4 separate regions of the Oryctolagus cuniculus genome follow, and all the other regions are linked to region 3. Evidence: chromatin contacts called from public Micro-C data. All regions are on one chromosome and are shown on one strand. The core of a region is the stretch at or near the end of the contact, and the rest is flanking DNA. Distances in the headings are between cores, read along the strand shown.

The links. Hi-C and Micro-C count contacts between places; a contact is called where the count stands out from the background.
Region 1: a Micro-C map of ear pinna shows a contact between it and region 3, with 6 times the contacts expected there. The contact joins two enhancer-like sites. A contact is called at or near these places in 2 of 6 Hi-C or Micro-C datasets (ear pinna and an unstated tissue).
Region 2: a contact with region 3 is called in a Micro-C map of ear pinna, with 10 times the contacts expected there. The contact joins the promoter of MEIS1 here to the enhancer-like site in region 3. A contact is called at or near these places in 4 of 6 Hi-C or Micro-C datasets (ear pinna, embryonic fibroblasts, skin fibroblasts and 1 more).
Region 4: a Micro-C map of ear pinna shows a contact between it and region 3, with 8 times the contacts expected there. The contact joins two enhancer-like sites. A contact is called at or near these places in 2 of 6 Hi-C or Micro-C datasets (ear pinna and an unstated tissue).

The regions. Positions count from the first base shown.
Region 1 is chr2:135,992,108-135,994,811 of mOryCun1.1, reverse strand. It overlaps LOC127488421 (a long non-coding RNA gene), which reads left to right. Exons shown (of 2, transcript XR_011386912.1): 2 at 1-1,647. Among named protein-coding and RNA genes, the nearest start is that of MEIS1, 240 kb to the left of the region's middle. Within about 2 kb of position 1,426, at least 1 of the 8 cell types and tissues checked has an H3K27ac peak or open chromatin away from gene starts, as enhancers often do. A contact at or near this core is called in ear pinna, where this site is marked.
Region 2 is chr2:136,231,848-136,234,660 of mOryCun1.1, reverse strand. It overlaps MEIS1 (Meis homeobox 1), which reads left to right and starts at 1,432. Exons shown (of 12, transcript XM_051837800.2): 1 at 1,432-1,548.
Region 3 is chr2:135,429,641-135,432,541 of mOryCun1.1, reverse strand. No RefSeq gene overlaps it. Among named protein-coding and RNA genes, the nearest start is that of ETAA1, 190 kb to the right of the region's middle. Within about 2 kb of position 1,276, at least 2 of the 8 cell types and tissues checked have an H3K27ac peak or open chromatin away from gene starts, as enhancers often do. A contact at or near this core is called in ear pinna, where this site is marked.
Region 4 is chr2:136,087,147-136,089,846 of mOryCun1.1, reverse strand. No RefSeq gene overlaps it. Among named protein-coding and RNA genes, the nearest start is that of MEIS1, 140 kb to the left of the region's middle. Within about 2 kb of position 1,351, at least 2 of the 8 cell types and tissues checked have an H3K27ac peak or open chromatin away from gene starts, as enhancers often do. A contact at or near this core is called in ear pinna, where this site is marked.

The DNA of each region.
Region 1 (2,704 bases), core at 177-2,676, 560 kb before region 3:
CGTCTGTCTCTGCTGTGCAGTGCTGGGCTTGTGTTATAAATGAAGGCGCCAAACAGTGTGGCGCTTTCAGACTGATAGCATGTTGACACATGTGACGTGCGCAGTGTTTCATCTCTCACCTTAGCTGCATAAACAGAGCACATATGCTCCAATGCGGTCATTTGCCTCGGAGTCCAGCCTCTCCCTGGTGACACCTTGGGGCTGGGGTTTTGTTCATTTCTAGAGAAAAATGTGGTCCACCCTCCACCCCCCAAAAACAGGTTGATGATTTCAGCTTTTCTACTTCTAAAGCTCATCAAATCAATATTTTACCAACACGATGCTAATTTAAAACACCATCAAATAACACTGCGGATACATATTGAAAACATATTTTAATGGCTTTGTTTGTTTTGGCATCATATGAACCAAGGACGATTAAATTAAAAAGAGACTTTTAAAAGTTAGAGATTGCCTTTTTAAAGCTTATTAAAATCAGCATGTTACATGCCTGTCTGTGAATTAGCTCTACACACTTGATTGCCATCATTAAAACTAGTTGTTTGGGTGCTGCTCAAAGCCGATTCTGACTAGTTATTACTTGAAATCTCTTTCCACGGAAATGAAAAAAAAAAAACGCAAAAAATCTTTCTAAGTGGAAGGAGAAAACAGTCACCAAAATGTGAGCTGGCACAGCGACACAGCGGCAGCAAACCCCAGGCAGACCAACAGGTAAACTCACGACAGGAACATCGGACACAGGGAAAAACAAAACCAAACCCAACCCACGCAACAGCAACAAAGACGCAGTCCATTGATTGTATTTCCTGAATGTCTTAAAACAAATGTTTGAACAGTTTCCTGAGATAGCGCAGAGAACCTCTGCCTGCTCGCTGGCTGCAGGGACAATGGTCTGTTGCAATGGAAACCACGCGGGAGGAGAAAAAGGTGCTTTTTGTTACCATTTTATCAAAGCTGTTCATCCTCGAGCTGCAGGCCGCATTTTGCTGGAATTGCAGATATTTCTCTGTCCAGGCTCCTTTGTTTGTGCATCTCATTTGCATATATTTATCTCCAGCTGAGGGTGCTTTCTGCTCATTAAGGCCTCCCTTCAGATTATTTCATAAGCCAGCTGCTAAGAGGGATTTCACCTGTGGTGACTGAGAAAAGAGGGGTGAAAAACTAAATTCTTCATAAAAAGGGAATCTTCGGAGTCTCTTCCCCTATAAATGGGCACCATTTGTGTTAAACAGCCTCTTGTCATGATAGATGCCTCCAGAGGTCAGGGGTTAAAGTTGATTTGAAGGTCAGCAGTAAAACAACAGACAAACCAGACGCCAAACTGGTTCCTTAGCTGTCGGTGGGAGCTGTGGTACAACCAGGTCTTGAACCTTTTTCAACCTCTAATAAAACAGGGGATGAATCTGAAGTGGATCAACCAGGCCCCTGAGGAAGCAGCACAGCAAAACAGAAATAATATCAATATCAGGCAGCCACAGGAAACAATGGGGCATTTCTCCGTGCTGCATGCATGCTGCTATTGTTTCCCGAGCCGGGGAATTAATTCCACTTATTTATTTAAGGCGTGTCAACTCACTGCCTAAACCTGTTTCAGTGTCAAGATGAATAAAACTTTTATGGCTCATAAAATAGAGCCATTCATCTCAATGTTCTTTGTGGTGCGTTTTTTTTTTTTTTTTTCCTGGCATACTGAGCTAGGCCTCTGCTCCGAAATGGTTACATCTGAACCCACTGTTGCTATGATCCACATCATATTAGAGAAAAAAATTATTTCACTGGCAAATGGATCTCAACAGAAAAGACCCAGGGAAGCGTTTTAGCTGCGATGTAGTAGTCCCCAAAATCCTTCTAAATATGCCTCATGCCGTGGCATCTGTTTGGGGCATATATTATTTACAAAGCAGAAGTTTCACTAGTTTAGAGAAAAGTTCAAAAATGATAGCAATCCAACAATTAGTTTCCTAGACTATTATGTATTTCCTTTTACTTTAGAAATGCAGCCCTGTTAGCATAGCTTTTCCCCATCATCATTTTTTTGCCCAAGTTGTCACCGTTATGCAGTCAGCTTGCACTGATGTAATAGTCAAATGCCTTCCTTTATACTTCTGCTCTGAATTTTATGTTTGATTTCAAGAGTAAAATGGCACACATAAATGGAAAAGAAAATACGTTTATGTGAATTTTGCGTTATAAATTTTTTCAAAGTTCAGTTGTAGAATTAATTTTACTTTTGATTGCCTGACAAATGACTTTAACAGTAATACAATACTAATACACAAGTTAATGTTTATAAAGTGCTAGGCATGTGCATTTTCTCATGCAAATATTACCGATATTCAATACATGTCACACAGGTCTCTTTAGGATGGGCTGTGGCAATGCTCTTTCTTATCCACAAGATTTTTGTTAAACAAAAAGTTCCAATCAAACAATGTAATCATTGGAGTAGATCATTATAGCTTTAATGGGTAACGTCATGGGAACATGATTGATTTATGTTAAAAGGGATACAACAAGCCATTTGGTGACATTTCGCCAACTTTCCAGTCACAGCCTCGGTCACATACCCCACAGCTCTTTGCTCTATTGACACATAAATTGAGTTGTGGAGGCTTGACCAAACTCTTGTCCTGGTTGCTTTGCTTGCAAGTTCTGAGTGAATATTGTGGCCTTGTGATGCTGGATTATTTTTGGCTTAGTCAGT
Region 2 (2,813 bases), core at 183-2,682, 800 kb before region 3:
CAGCCCAGAGGAGCTCCGCTGGCCTCAAATGCCTCCCTTGGGAGGGGAGAAACAGCAGAGACCAAGGGCCCAGAACGCCTCTTTTTAGTACTCCTTCTCTATCTGTGGAAGGTGCCCGAGGAGGTGAAGGAGGAGCAGAGAATGGAAGGGCCTTCACCAAGTCAAGATGCTGCAGAATAAAGTTCACTTGCCTAGAAAAGAAAGTGTACGATCCATGCTTAGGATAGGTGCTGTCACATAGCAAGCAGGAACGTCTCATCCGCTCTCACTGACACCTAGGACTTGGCCCTTCACTTATTCCTTTTAATAGATGATTCATTGTTACCCTGTTGAAGGAGGTATCCCTTTTTTTTTTTTTTTTTAACTTTTATGGCTCCTATGTTAAAACTCTAGACACCCTCCATGCAATTTCTCCCGGCAAGCCCCAACTGTAATAACTGTTTGCTAATTGTAAAATCCTTATCCAGAATGAGGTTTGGGCAAACAATTTGTACTACTGTAATTACATTGTAAAAGTGTTTCAGCCCCTTGATTGTCTAGAATTAATTGTACAAAGGCCTAGAAGTAGCATTGGGTTCACAGTTACAAATGGATAGTGGGGAAGAAGACACTTTTCACAACCAGTAAGTTTATTTTAAGCTCACAAACTCAAACTGTTCCATTCTGTAAGAAAAATCTGTGTGTACGACATTTAAAGAACATTTTTAAGGTGACCTGGCATACCATGGTTTGCACCCAAGTCTGCCTACTATTTTGAAGGCTCCGGTTGTTGGAAAAGAGTGATTTACTTGAATTTTTTTCGTTTTTAATCTCTGCTGAAAACAAAAGATATTATTTGCTGGAAAGCAATAACACGAAGCCAATCCTGTTGTTAAAAAAGTATATTCCGTATATTAACAAACTGCCCTTTTCCTAATGTGAAAACGTGGAGGGTTGAGCGGAGGGAACGCCCGGCCGGGTTACCTAAGTCTGCTGAGAACCCCTAAGGGCTGGTAAAGATCATGGTCGTCTAAGTGTATTTCGCAGTAAATTTCCCTCAGTTAAATTACACAATCTCCCTCGCAGTTCACATAAGGGCCGTGAGCGAAGCCGTGCCCACGTCAGGCTTTGGTTCGACGCCCTCCCCTGTCCCCCTCGGGTCCCCCTCCCGCTCCCAGGAGCGCGGGTGCGGAGACGGCGCGCACGGCCCCGCAGGCAGCCGTCGAAGGCGCTCAGGTGGTGGGGAAGGCCGGCGGGCTGCGGGCCGGCCCGGTCCTCTCCATACTTGGGAAAGGCTTGTGCTGCCTGGCCCAGCCAGCGCCACTCCCCAGGAAGAAGACAGAAATCGCCTCCCCGAGACCCTGAAATTGGCCTGAAATTTGCTTCCAAGTTCATGCCGCGAGGGTGGGGAGAGCAGGGGTCAGGCGTGGGCTCACAGGCGCCGGTCATCCACCTGGCTGCCCCTCACCCCCCGACCCCCAGGCTTTGACTCCGGGGCCTGCCTTCCCTTTCCGAGTGAGGCGTCGGGGAGTTTGTGCCAGGAAACTACACACGTATGCGACGTAAAAAGTAAGAGATCCTAAAACTTGAGTGTGCCAGACAAAAGAAGAAAAGGCGTGTGTCTGAGGGGGATGGGGGGGCGAGTCAAGAGATGAGGGATCCCGAGGACGTTTGGAACCGACGGAAAGCAGCCGTGGCTCTTCGGAGGAGAGAGCGGTTCTGGGTGGACCGCGCCAGCCCTGTCTTCCAGGCGCACACCGGGAGCGGACTGGGGCGGGGGGCTGGGGGAGGCTGCGGGGCTCGTCGGCTCGGCCTGCTGGAAACGCTGCCCTCTCGGGGCGGCTCAGCCGGCGCCGACCCGTGCGGAGGCTTTAGGAAGCCACAGGAATCGCCTCGGGGAGGCTCCGCGCGCGGCGGGGACCCGGTCGGGACCCCGGGTCCGACGCTCGCCCTGGTGCCCGCTGTCGCAAGCCCACTCCACGGAAACTCGGGTCGCATCTTCCCTGCTACTTGGCGCCTAAGAGTTGGCTGCTGCACACCTCCGAGCGCCTAACCTTTTCCAAACCGTCTCCGCCAGAACGGAGCCCCCTCGCTCTGGCTGAAAACTCTGCCCCCCACCCCTGCGCCCCTTTAGGGGCCAGGGCTGGGGCCGCGGCCCGGGCCGCAGGACGGGGGTGGGGGTGAGGGGCGCGTGCGCCCGCCGCTTCGAGGGAGTCAGCCTTTTGGCCACCTTCGGGGCGGGAATCGGGGCTGGCGGTTTGCATTCCCGGCAGATCGAAGCTCCCTGCTGATCGATTATTTGATAATTGATTTTCCCCGCAGCCAATGCGCGGCCGCCTGGGCGGGGGCGCCTCCTGATTGGCCGAGCCCTTCGCCACGGCTGCCCACCGAGATTTGGGTGAGTTCATTTTCCAGCCGACCGCAGGGGGAGTTTTCGGCGAGGCTTCGGCTGGGGGGTGGGGGCGGGGGTTCCTCTCGGAGCCGAGCGAGCTGCGAGCCCCGCTCGGGGATGGGAGGCTTCCCGGCGCCGGTCGAGCTGCTGCGGCCAAGCCCTCTCAGCAGACCGGAGCCCGGCGGGCAGCAAACTCGAAAATAACACCATTACATAGCACTGTAAAGGGCCACCTCAGAGTGCCACAATAAAGAGAAGGGGGGAAATGACTAAGCCCAGAGAATAGGTATTCGCAGGGGGAAAGTTAAAGCCAGAGGCGCCGAGCCTCCGAGTTTGGGTACCGGCAGCTTTTGTCTGCAAACCTCGGCTCCCGAAGTGGATCCTTTTCCTCAGGCACTGGGAGTTTTCGCCGAACCGAGTGTGTGGGGTGGGTGGTGGTGGG
Region 3 (2,901 bases), core at 27-2,526:
GCACTGGATTACAGCTTACTTGTATTTTTGAAACCTTAGTAGGACTAAGTTTTCAATCCACAAAAATTTTAACAAATTCCATCCAAACCTTTTAAAATCTTAAAAGTGATAGAATTTCTATTTCACTCCAACATAGGAAGCAATAGTGAAATTTTAGCTGATAAATTGCTAAATATTTCCCCCATCAAGAATTGTAGAGTTTCAAATGTTTCGATACTAAAAAACCAACTGACAGATCTTTTATGAATGTTTGGAAAATCATCCTTAGCTGTTTCGTAGCCCAGCAAAGATGCAAAAAATATCATAACGTGCATTTTGGAAAGCTGCTTGGTGATATAAAAGAGTCCTATGATAAGAGCAGACGGAAAATGGTAGTTATTATTAATTTAGAAAAACAAAAGAGCAGCCCAGCATCTCAGTAATGTGGCAAGTTGTGTGCTCTTGAAGGAGAGAGGGTTTTATAATTGGATTTGAGTGTAATTTAGAAGACGAGATAAGATGTAATGGTTGTGTATTAGAGGTTAGAACTACAACAGAAGCCCATAATGTAAGGGTTCATTGCACTGGGAGAAAACAGAACAAAGAAAAGCAGCGTCAACCGAAAAGGGTCTGGGTGGGAAGCAGTAAGGTGAGGTTTGGGAGATCTGAGGCTGGCGAGTTCTCCGTGGACACAGCAGCGACAGGGGCTCGAGCTCCGTCTACAGCAGCAGATAACACAGGTTTCCTTCCAAGTGTTTTTTCCTTTCTGCCTCCTCCCACCTTGTCCCTCTCCATCCATCAGGGCTTCTCTTTCTCCCAGGCAGTCCAGCAATCATTCCTGAGCCCCCTCCACGCAGGCCTCCGCCCTTCGCCGTCCGCCTCGGGCTCACCTGCTGGCTCCCAGGTTCTCTCTCGGTGCGCATGCACACGCCCTTACACCATATGCACACAGCCTACACAAATACCACACGCTGCACACACGCCGCACGCATACATCACACACTTCAACCAGTGGAACCACATACACGCCACACACTCCCCCGTACACTAAACACACACACACACACACACACACACACGGCTGCTGGCCCGACCTATGCGTCTCTCTTCTTCCCTTCCCAGGGAGCTCAGAGCCTCTGCCCCCTGGGTGGGAGAACAGAATGGGAAGGGAAAGTGAAAGCTGCCCCCCTCCACTTTGATTGCCAGCCCGGGGCAGATGACCGGGCTTCCCCTAGAGGGGCGCCAGCTCTCGGGCGGCCGCCTCGGGACCGGGCGAGTCTTGGGGAGGAACCCCTGGGCAGCGCGGCGGGGACGGCCGGCGTCCGCCCCGGGAGGCGAGGCCCTGCCGGCGGCCGGCGCGCGGCTACCCCCTGCTGGGCGGGAAGCTCCGGCCTGCACTCCCGGAGGCCTGGGACACAATCCACTCACCTCCTGCCAAACTGCTATCGCACGTCTCCCCGCCACCATGCAGGACCGTGAACTTACCTCCCAAACCCCAAGAGGTGTTACAGATTTTTTTTTCCCTCTGAGCCCTTTGTAAGCCAGTTGAAGCAGAACAAATCTATTTATTTACTTATGTATTTATTCACTTATTTATTTATTTATTTATTTAGAGGACCGGTTTATTAAAAGCACGCACAAAGTGCACAAAGTGTGTAGTAAAATGATGGTAGGCTTTGTTGAGCGTGGAAAGTGCGCTTGCTTAAGCCCCATTTCCAGCCCTTCAGTGCGTCATTTTCCCTGAAGCAGGACCTAAGCCATGTTCAGAGGATGTCAGCCCAAAGGCCTGACAGGGAGCAAAATTCCCAAGCCTCCTGCAGCCATTTCCTCCCACAGCGCCCTTTTCGGACCTCTCGCGAGAACCTCAGCTACGCGATGTGGGAAACCTTGGCAAATTAAGTGGATGGGAAACCAATTTTTAAGCGGATCAAGTTTTCAAATACAGATTAACACGTTTTAATTGTCCTTCAAACTCTTCTTAAAGTCATTCTAACAGAACCCAGATTTGGAGGAAATTCGCTGGCGTAATTCTAATGTGTATACACTATTAAGACAGTTATGAAACCTCGACACATTTGGAAGACATGGCTTAAAAGTGCCTTTAATACAAAATAAAATAAAGTGAAATACAAATAAAAAGGGATTAGTTGTTACAAGCTGTGACACAGCTGCAGTGACAGAAACTTCAGAAACATGTAAACAAAGGGTACTTCTAGTTACTCAGTGACCCAAATGTCTTTTTCAGGCTCTCACAATTCTAATTCTGCCACACTATTTCATTTCATTTATTCTGCAGATCAAGCAGAAATGAAACGGATGTTCAGATAAAGTAAACAAGGGCTTTATATGCAGCCACTAGCCTGCCAGAGAGACAACTTATGCTTATGGGGACTGCAAGGGTAGAGAAACAATGTCAAAACTACATCCCTTCTTGCATTTATTGGCGTGAGGTGAAAACCCAAATGTATTCACCAAGAAATTAATAAAGGATGAACAGGCTACAGCCTTGCATGGTGTGTGAAAGTGTCAGAACACTTGAACTCCACATTGCGCCACAGCCTCAGAAATAAACAGAAACCTTTCTCTTTGTCAGAAGGGGGTAAACAAATTAGGATTTTTGCTAGATCTCTGACTGTTTTGGTCTCATGTTGTGGCCTGGACTAAGCTTTACAACACTATTTGCAGCTGAAGCCGGCTCCTCTAGCTGCCTTAAGCAAATGAAACAAGAGGTTGCCAGGGAGGGAAGGGATTGGCTTGAGATTTTGCTTTCTTATTACTCAGCAGAGAATGCAGCCCACAAATTACTGCTTTTTCAAACTCCCGCACTCTAATCCTATTTTTCCTTGATGACCCTTATGTCAATTGCTGCTGTCTGGGTGTAGTCTTGTAATAGTCATGTTCAGATAGTTTACCAAGGTCAAG
Region 4 (2,700 bases), core at 102-2,601, 660 kb before region 3:
GCTCGGCAATTCATCCGCGGGCCGCCCGGCTCCCCCCGCCCCCGCCGCCTTCCCCTCCATTATGTAATTTGCGGAGCCCTGTCCTCGAGGAAACAAGTTGCTTAGTGACATAGGATTTCTCCGTTACTGTTAAATTACAAAGAAATATCGGAAAGCCGGCGCTGCCGCCGCCTCTGCTCGGATCCGGGGCTGGGTCTGCAAGCGCTCAGTGTCCCCCGTCTGCGGAACCCCAGGCCACAAGGCGCATGATTGGACTTTCTCTCCTGCCAGGACTTTTCCCGGAAACTCGCCGCCGCTTCTGGCTCGTGCTGCACGGGAAACGTGTGCGAGAATGAGTTTGAAAAGTGCGTGCAGCGCCCGGTGTCTCCCTCCCCTCCCCCTGCCCGCCCTCCCCGCCCCCGCCCTGCGCAGCGCCGCCGAGGAGGAAAGTCAGCTTCGACTGCCACCTTTTGGGGATTTGGAAAAATGACTCGGTAGGACCCGCAGGGAGGCGGAGGCGGAGGCGCGCGGGGTGGGGGGAACCCCCTGATTATCCTGTGTCGGAACTGGCTCCCTTAATCTGATGCTTAAATATTTGATGTGGAAAAATTACCCATAAAATTAGTTACTAACAATTTCAAATTGAAATCACTTATCGAATTATAAACGCATTAAAGCTGTATGGATGGTATTAGAAGTTTCTCGGGAGGCGGCGGGTGTCTCCTTTGCAGGGAGCGGGGCCCACAGGGTTCGCCCCGGGGAGAGAGGCGCCCTCCGCCGAGCCCGGGGGGTGGGCTGGGCTGGGGGAGGGTAGCCCCGGGAGGGCGGCGCGGGGCCGGGTGTGCGGCTCCGGCTCGCTCGGCCCGCGGGGGCGGGGAGGTGGGCGGGCAACAGCGGCGGTGCGAGGCTGCGACCCCGGGGCCCAGGCGCCTACCGGGAAACTTCGCCCTGAAGTCCAAAGGCTCGGAGAAGGAAAACAAGCCCTCGCCACCCCTCTACCCCGCCCCGCGCGCGGCTCCCACGCGGCGCGCAGACTTGGCGAGCCGGGTTCCTGGCGTGGGCGGCGCCCTCCAGGTCCGCGGGCCGGAGGGAAGATGCCTGTAATCCCGGGCCGGGCCGGGCCGTGCGACTGCAGGGAGCATCCCGCGGGCAGCTGCGCGGAGCTCCGGCCCGGACGCAGCTACCTGGGTCCCGTAGTGCACAGGGTCCGGCCTGGGCCCAGAGCGTGGATCGACGAGACCCTGCCCTGGGCCCAGAGCACGGAGGGGCTGCTCAGGCGCCTGCAGTAGCCTCCCACGTCTTGCTCACTCCCGACCTGAAAGTCGAGCTGGGACGCGGTCGGTTTTGTGTCTGGACGCCGGAAAGGCCGGGGTCTGCACGGAAAGGTGTGGAGAGACACCTCCAAGGGGGTGTCTTTCCCTCGGAAGCGCTCGGGGTGCTTTGTGCTGGACTCTGCCACGTCTGTCCGGATTCCCGAGGCCCACGCAGGCCCTGGGAGCGTGCTCCTGAGAGCCTGGGCACCGGAGGGCACCTGGAGCTCGGGCAGGGCCCCTGGGGCGGGGGCGAGTGGGGGGAGCCGCAGCAGAGAGCTCTGGGCCTCTCCCGGGCGCTTTAGGCCCGAACTCCCTCGGCGCACTTGCAAAGCTCCGCTAACTTTCCCCTCCTTTGGGATCCCGGCAGCCCCTCGCGGAGCTCCGGGGTAGGCGTATTGCACGCCATAGGAGAACCTGGAACAGGATAGAGGGGGCGCTCCGCCTGGCCGGGCGTTCTCCCTGCACTCACTCCCTTCTCCGGTGACGCCGCGCACGCCTGGCTGCTCGGCGTCCCGAAGCCCTTAGGGTGGCCACGGTGCACCCTCTCCACGAGGCTGGGAATCCCAGGGCCCAGCAAGGGGCAGGGAGGGAGGGAGGGTGGGGGGCCGGGGCCCGAGCTGGGGGCTGCCGGAAGGGCGGGGGAGGTCCCCTTTCCGCGCGATCCGCCAGCCAGCGCGTCTGAAACATTCTCTCCCAAGGCGGAGCTGAAAGGAAAAACAAACAACATATTGAGCAATCAGTTCGCCAATGTTTGAGCTTTAAAGCGTCTTTGCCCTAAAAAATGATACCCCGGGGGTCTCGGTAGGGACGTAGGGGAACGTGTTGAGGGCCTTGGCCCCGGCTGGCCGCGTCCCCGGGTCGCCCCTCCGCGCGCTGCCTGCCGCCCTCCCGGCGCGCTCGACCCAGGACGGGGAAACCCTGCCGGTAAAGCCCCGGAGGGAAAGGATTTACTTTTAAGCCAGTCTCCCATCGATCGGGTCGGTAATTCTTACCCCTGCCCACTCGCAGACACACTCACCTCTACCCTAAAGCATTAAGTTCATTACGCGAGCAATGATCTTAATCTCCAGGCGGAAAATGAGTCCCGGGACCTCGCGGATTGGGGAAGCAGTGAATAAAGTCACCTGCTTCCCGCCCGCCGGTCCGCTCTTGAGGCGGGTCCCACCTTGTGGCAGGGCGCGCCGCGCGGGGGTCCCCAGCTCCAAGCCAAGGCGTGCCCGGCAGGGGTCAGGAGCCCTGTGTGCGCTCTCTCCGGGTTAGCGACCTCCTGGAAGGGGTGGGATTGTGCCGGCCCGCTCTCCCCCTCCCCTCCCATCTGCCTTTCCTCCTAGGCCTGCCTGGCACCTCGACACGTTCTTCCTCCCCCTCGCCCCAAAGTGACAGGATCCTGAGCCTCTTGCCTCCCTCC